Linked DNA regions of Mus musculus: region 2 is linked to region 1. Evidence: chromatin contacts called from public Hi-C data. All regions are on one chromosome and are shown on one strand. Each heading gives the region's core, a stretch centred on a gene start, on an enhancer-like site or on the middle of the called end of the contact. The rest is flanking DNA. Distances are from core to core; before and after follow the strand shown. Region 1 holds the start of Kif18a (kinesin family member 18A). Region 2 has its middle 130 kb from the start of Kif18a.

The links. Hi-C and Micro-C count contacts between places; a contact is called where the count stands out from the background.
Region 2: a Hi-C map of embryonic fibroblasts shows a contact between it and region 1, with 5 times the contacts expected there. The contact joins the enhancer-like site here to the promoter of Kif18a in region 1. A contact is called at or near these places in 2 of 484 Hi-C or Micro-C datasets (embryonic fibroblasts and ventricular fibroblasts) and 2 of 9 other capture datasets (liver and pancreatic islet).

Annotation. Positions count from the first base shown.
Region 1 is chr2:109,278,880-109,282,268 of GRCm38.p6, reverse strand. Kif18a (kinesin family member 18A) reads right to left here and starts at 1,531. Exons shown (of 17, transcript NM_139303.1): 1 at 1,376-1,531. It also overlaps a transcript of Mettl15 not described here.
Region 2 is chr2:109,405,231-109,408,619 of GRCm38.p6, reverse strand. No RefSeq gene overlaps it. Among named protein-coding and RNA genes, the nearest start is that of Kif18a, 130 kb to the right of the region's middle. Within about 2 kb of position 1,864, at least 48 of the 459 cell types and tissues checked have an H3K27ac peak or open chromatin away from gene starts, as enhancers often do. A contact at or near this core is called in embryonic fibroblasts, where this site is marked.

The DNA.
Region 1 (3,389 bases), core at 282-2,781:
CCCAGGTCAGTATGGTGGTAACAGTGATGCTCACATGAGTTACTCTCTGCCAGGAACCATGGCAGACACTTCATACCCAAGTCATTCAACGCGCATAATAACTATGCAAGGTTGCCTCACATACGGAGGAACTTAGTAATGTTTCCAAATGTTATTACTAATATGACAGAAAGCGGACCCAGCTACAAATCCAAATCTCATGACTGAGAAAAAGAAAATGCTTCCAAACAGGTGTATAGAAGCACAATGACATAGCTACGAATTATTCCCAACTCAGGTAGAAAATTCTGATTCGACATGGTTTAGAACAGGGACCTTGCCTCATTTACAGTTTCTATCTGGCTTAAACCTTTCTGTCAGTCACTGATTTGACTGCCTTACTAACACGAGGGAAGATTATCAGTATTGGTGGTGGGCCAATTGTTTTTCTATTGCCTTTCATAGCATTAACAGCATAGTCAATTTATAGTGTCTATTGAAAAGTATAACTACAGTGGGACAAAATGCTCTTTAAAATAAAAAAATCTTAAATATCTGTAAATACTGGTTCAATGAGAATACCTCTCAAGGCAAATCATTCCTGCTGACTGAAATAGTTCTTTTCATACACTGAATTCAATAGCAAGTACTATTTATTAGCTCTGTGGGATTCATATTCTCTAACATCAAAGGTCAAGAAAACCTTCCAAAACCCAAGGTAGGAACTGGACAAAGTGGACTGATGTCACCAACAAAATTAGTTCTACTCCAGTAATCCCCATTCATATTATAATGAGCAACAGTCAGCATTGGCTTTTTTTGTACTAGGCAAGGCAAATGAGCTCCTGCTGAAAAGGCTGCAGAAACTGCAGGATTAGAGGCTGCTTTCTGGCCTCCTGGCACTTTTTTGTCTTTGTTTCTTTTTTTCCGTGACCTTCAGCATCACAGGTGAGCAGTCAGGGCCGGTTTTGCTTGAGGCTACAACTGGGCTCCAGACTGACCTGACAGCCTCTCTGCACAAAAGCTCCTCCCATGAAGTAAAGCCCAGAAGTCGCACACTCCCATGTGCAGCCCAAGCAGGACACTCTGAATTTGGAATCCGGAAGGAACCTCACGCTCTAGGAGGCTGAACTGTGAGCGTCCTCAGTTTAAGTCTGAGAAAGGGACCAGCTTCCCCTCGGGGTTCAGTGGCGAAGCCTAGAACCTCGGTGCTGAGAAAGGCTCGCCTTGTCATGCACACTCGGTAGCTCCGGGTCTTTCCAAGCCGCAATACCGAGGGGACCCTCGACCTGCATCGCCCGCCGAAAGCTAATTTGTCGCCTGACACCGGATCCTCCACTCCGGCGACCCTCGAATCAACCCACGCGTCCCCAGACACAGCGCCCACCTCACTCACCTACAAGAAGTGACCGTCACAACTTGGCAGAGTTGGCTTCCAGGCGCTCCAAACACAGCCACAAATTCAAACCCAAGCCAGCTTCCCCAGCTATCCATCTCATTGGCTGCCGTTCGGATGACGTCAGCACGTCAGACGTTTTCCTGAGCGACTCGCAGTTTGGCGCCAGAGGCTGGGCCTCAGATGCCGGAGGAGAAGTTACTTTCCTGGGCGTCGCCGTGGCAACGCGCGCGGTCGTTTCCGGCAGCCGTGACGGAGGTGGGCGGAGCTCGGGCGGCGGTGCAGGTGGGAAGCAGCCACCTGGGATATTTAGTATTGCCACAGTCCTAGGGTCTGGGGTGCCCTGGGCTTTGGGTGATGTTTCTCTTAGGGGGAGAGGCGGAGTCTGCGGGCCTGTAAAAGGGCCTGGGTTATTTTGTCCTTTTTCCCTTTCTGATTAGTCAAGTTCCCAAGGATTAGGACTCAGGCTTTGGAAGGTATGGTGCCTCCATGTGAATTAATTACAAGTCCCAAGTCTTCTTTTGTCAGGGTTTCCTGGCCTGCTCCCGTTATTACTGATTAAAAATATTTGGTATTTGCGAAAATATTTGCTATTTGCCAGCATTTAACATGCTCCAAGTATGACCTTACAAACTAAAAATCACTTAAATATATTGGCCTAGTCACATTATTGGATCATGGGCTTCTTGTTTCAGATTGCATTATTTCTGAATGTATACATTAGAAAGAAAAATGCATTAAAAACATAGGGAATATTAAAAAATTGGCAGGGTATTTTATATTTGTATTGTTGGCTAGGCAAGCCTTTTATCAGTTGACATTCTCAACCCTTTAGAAAAATTTAGTAGTACGATCTGAATTACATTGTTATTGTTTATATGACTCTATTTAGTAAGCAACTCTTACTTGCAGATTTTAGGAGCATATTAGTACACACTGAAGTCAGCATCCCTTCCCTCCTGGAGTTTAGATTTCTGTAAAAATAGGATGTTACAGGGCAGAGGATTTATGCATGTGTCTGTCTATTGTCTATCTATCTATCTATCTATCTAATCTATTTTATATTTTTAAACAAGGTCTTGCCCAGTAGTCATGGCTGGCCTGGAACTTGCCATGTAGACACAAATGGGCTGGAACATATAGAGATCTTCTTGCTTCTGCTTCCTGTGTGCTGAGATTAAAGGCATAGGCCACCACACCCAGCAGTGCAGAGTACTATTAGTCACATTTTTACGTTGAAATCCCATAGATTATGATTATGTCTTAAATCTACTGAAGAAAATCAGGAGAGTTGCAAATTATACATTATTCTTTGTTTTATGAATTTTTTCTGAGCCCTGGAGAGTGCGTCAATAAAGTGACTACTTATTTCTTATTATAGTATATGTACCAACTAATGCCATCATCATTTTTGTGACATTGGTTTGGTAATAAAAATGAGGAGAGTTTGCAAGGCAGTGGTGGCACACGCCTTTAATCCCAGCACTTGGGAGGCAGAGGCAGGCAGATTTCTGAGTTCAAGGCCTGCCTGCTCTACAGGGTGAGTTCCAGGATAGCCAAGGCTACACAGAGAAACCCTGTCTCGAAAAAAAAAAATGAGGAGAGTTCATTTTGTTTTAAATATTCTTTCCATATATAGTGCTTGACCTTTGGTGTCTCAGGCATATTTTTAACCCCTTAAACATTACCTTACTTTATTCTCAAAACAGACTATAAGATATAAACATATTGTTTTGATTTTATTAGGAGAAAACTGAAGTGTTAGAAAAACTTTTATAGGGAAGTATTTCTCTTGTAAAAGAAACCAAGTCAAAATTAGCCATTTGTTTTTAAAATACTTTCTAGGTCAAGTGACTATAATATATTTTAATTTAGTTTGAAAATATGTTTATCTTGTTATCTTGAAAAATTATATTGGTAAATGACTAAGTAGGCATGTACATTCCATCTTTGTCTTGTTTTGACATTCACACTATATAGGCTTCTTAGTGTTACAAGTGTCGCCACATGTAAT
Region 2 (3,389 bases), core at 615-3,114, 130 kb before region 1:
TGTAACTCCAGCTCCAAGGGATCTGAATCTGACATCTGGCTTCCTCAGACATCACATGTGGATAACCACATGAAGACACACACACAGGTACACATAATTATAAATAGTATAAAGCAATATGCTTAATAGTGTGAGTTCATTACATGTAATGAGCATATGCTGAATTCCATGTAAAAAGAAGCTGTACTCTCCAGTAACTCCCAGGCTTACAGTGCTGAGGTAGAAGATGTGTGCATCTTAACTTCAGTCCTTAGAATGTTCTTTTGTTCTTTTGACTTTTGATGTTGGCCCATTGTGCTTTTAAAAAATATATTTTAGATTAATAAAGTAATAAGCTTCATACATGCACACACTCGTGTGCGCATACACACACACAAACACACACAATTTTAATTTAGGTCTCTTATGTAAGAGAAAACATACAATACTTGTCTTTCTGAATGTGCCTTCTCTCAGTTAATATAAAGACACACCCTTTCCTGAAAATATAATGATTTAATTTTTGTAACAATTGCATAAGATTTTATTGTGTATGTGAACCACATTTTTCACTCATTTAGCTGTTAATGAACATCTAAAGTGGTTACATTACCTGGTTATTTTGAATAATACAGCAATAAACATAGCCATGCAAGTATCACTATGGAGTGCTAGCTAGAAGTCCTTAGGTATATACCCCAAAGCATTGCAGCTGGATTATAAAGCAGTTTTTGAGGAACATCCACACTGATTTCCATTATGAATGGGCCAGTGCAAATTCCCAACAGCTGTATATAATGAGCTATCTTTCCTGATGTCCTCACAAGGAACTATTGCCATCTGTTTTCTTCTGGCTGGAGTGAGAGAGATATTATTGAAAAATAGTTTTAATTCCCAATCTTCTGTTGGCTAAGAGTGTTAAGCATTCTCCACATATATTTATTGGCCATCTGTATTTTTTTCTTTTGATAACAACCTATTTAGTTCACTAGCTCATTTTTAATGGGATTTGGAGTTTGGCTGTTTAAGTTTTCAAGTTCTTTGTATATCCAAATATTAATTCCCCAGTTAATATGGAGTTGGCAAGAATTTGTTTTTTTGTTTGTTTGCTTGTTTGTTTTTTGGTAGGTTGTCTCTTCCCTCTACTAAATGTTTTCTTTGTTGTGCAGAAGATGTTTAATACCATGCAATCCTCCTCTGGTCAGTTTCTAGGGTGGTTGGTTTCTCATGCTTTGAAATCCTTTTGAGAAAGCTCTTGCCTATTTTTTTTATATCTCGAAGTCTTTTTTCAGTTGTCCTTGGGTAGTTTCCAAGTTTTAGGTCTTACAGTAGGGTCCTTTATCTAATTTGAATTCATTTATATACAAGATGAAAGATACTGGTTCTAGTTTCACTTTTCTATTCGTTGAAACTGTTTCCTCAATACCATTTGTTTAAAAGACTGTATTTTGTTAATTTTTTTGACAATTTTGTTTACGAACTGGGAATTTTTCAAGTTTTTGAATCAGTAGAGTGTGGTGGAAACCTCCACAGGTCCTCTAGGTAAACACTTTTCTTCTCAAATGCAGCACTGAGCGCTTTAGCTGAGGTCATTCTTAGAAACAGGATCTTCTCTGGCCATTTATAGCTCTGAACCAGTTTGCTTCCTACTAAGGGTAGTCCCAGCGATGGGGTTACCCCCTGAGCCAAGTGTTTTGGTCATGCTTGGTCATTGACCTTCAAGGAATGTTACCCTATTCTCTTTGGCTCTCCTTGAGCATACGGGGACTGTTGCTGTATCCATTATCCATGGCGCCAAGAAGCCTGAGAATCCCCTGACAGCAGAGGCTAGTAGGACGGGCTCTAGAGGCTGCCTGACGGCCAGGGCCCATTAACTTCCTATTCTAGCTCATTGTTTTACAAGTGGTCATTGCCACCTCACCACCCAGTCAGAAGCACGTTGCTGCTTTATAGCCTACTTACAGAAAATGGCTCAGCACTTAGGCATTTTCTGGTGCCCCAGGGTTCAAAGTGAAATTAATTTCCATTACCACCCATAATAAATCACTTCACTCAACACATGTATGAAATTCCATTCAGTAGACTCAAATCATTCTGGGGCCACACAGAAGAGCATACACACTTCAACTTGCACTTAGTTAATTTCTCTTCTTGAAAGAGCTTTGATGAGATTTTGCAAACAGGCTCCTAAAGAGCCAATGGAGAATGAGACAGCCCTACAAGCCATAAGGTAGTCAGCCCAGAGATCTTGGGTTTGTGCAGAGAAGTTTGATTTTTTTTTCCTGGACCACTTTCCAGAGTCCTTCTGTTTATGGCTTTCTTGTTATAAGCCCAGATGCACAGGACTAGTGATAGTGGCTTCTCTGACATCAGAATCTAATAGTCAATCCTCTGAAGCCATTGCAGGGGTGCGGCAGGGGGTGTGTGTGGATAACCATTCTGATTCCTAGTCTTTTGATAAAGGAAACTTCCAAGAGAGCCTAAGTGCTGCATTGAGCTGGATAATAAAGAAAGTAAATATCAAGTTATTTTACTGTGTCCAAGGAGGTTGGAAGGATGGTGACTATTACTCACATATAGCAAATCAGGTCCAAGGAAATTCAGTGAGAGAGGCTCAGAGTCTCCTAGCTGGAAGGTGCCTTACAGAGTGTTGTGAACACTTCCTAAGACACTAAGAGACAGTGACAGTGAGAGAGAAAAGCAAGGTAGGATAGCCTAATAGGAATTGCTGCTATTGATTGGACTCTATTCTGCCTACAAGGTACCGAAATGCAAAGTTTGTACCTTATATATACCCATGAGTCAGTATTTATTTCTTTTATAATAAGGTTTAAATTTACAAACTATTCCGAAGGTCACACAGAGTGTTCCTATGTACTTCATACACAATTTGCCCTGCTACTAATACTTTATATCATTATATAATAAATGAATTAGCATTTGTTATTAACCAAACTCCACATGCTATTTAGAATCCCTTTGCTTTTACCTGATGTCTTTTTCCATTGATGATCTATCTCAGCTTGAACCCCTCATTCTCTTCAGTTGACAAGTCTTCCTAAACATCTCATAGTTATAACAGTATCCCAGATTTTCCTTGTTTGTGGTGATCTTAACAGGTTTCATAAATTCTGGAAAAGTATTATTTAAGGGATCTCTTGATTGAAATGTGATCATTCATTATTAGACTGGGTCACTTTAGGGGGGGTATAATATAAATATTTTAGCTTCATTTGCAATGAGAAATTAAAAGCCTAAAATCAGGCCAATTATCTTAAGCCATGTCACCGATAAGTGATGGGACCATATTTGATACCCAGGTCTTTCTGAATGCAACGATACAGTTCTTAGCTATCATATAGCTTTCTTGCAGTGGCTCAATCAAGACCTAAAATGCCATGAAGACTGAT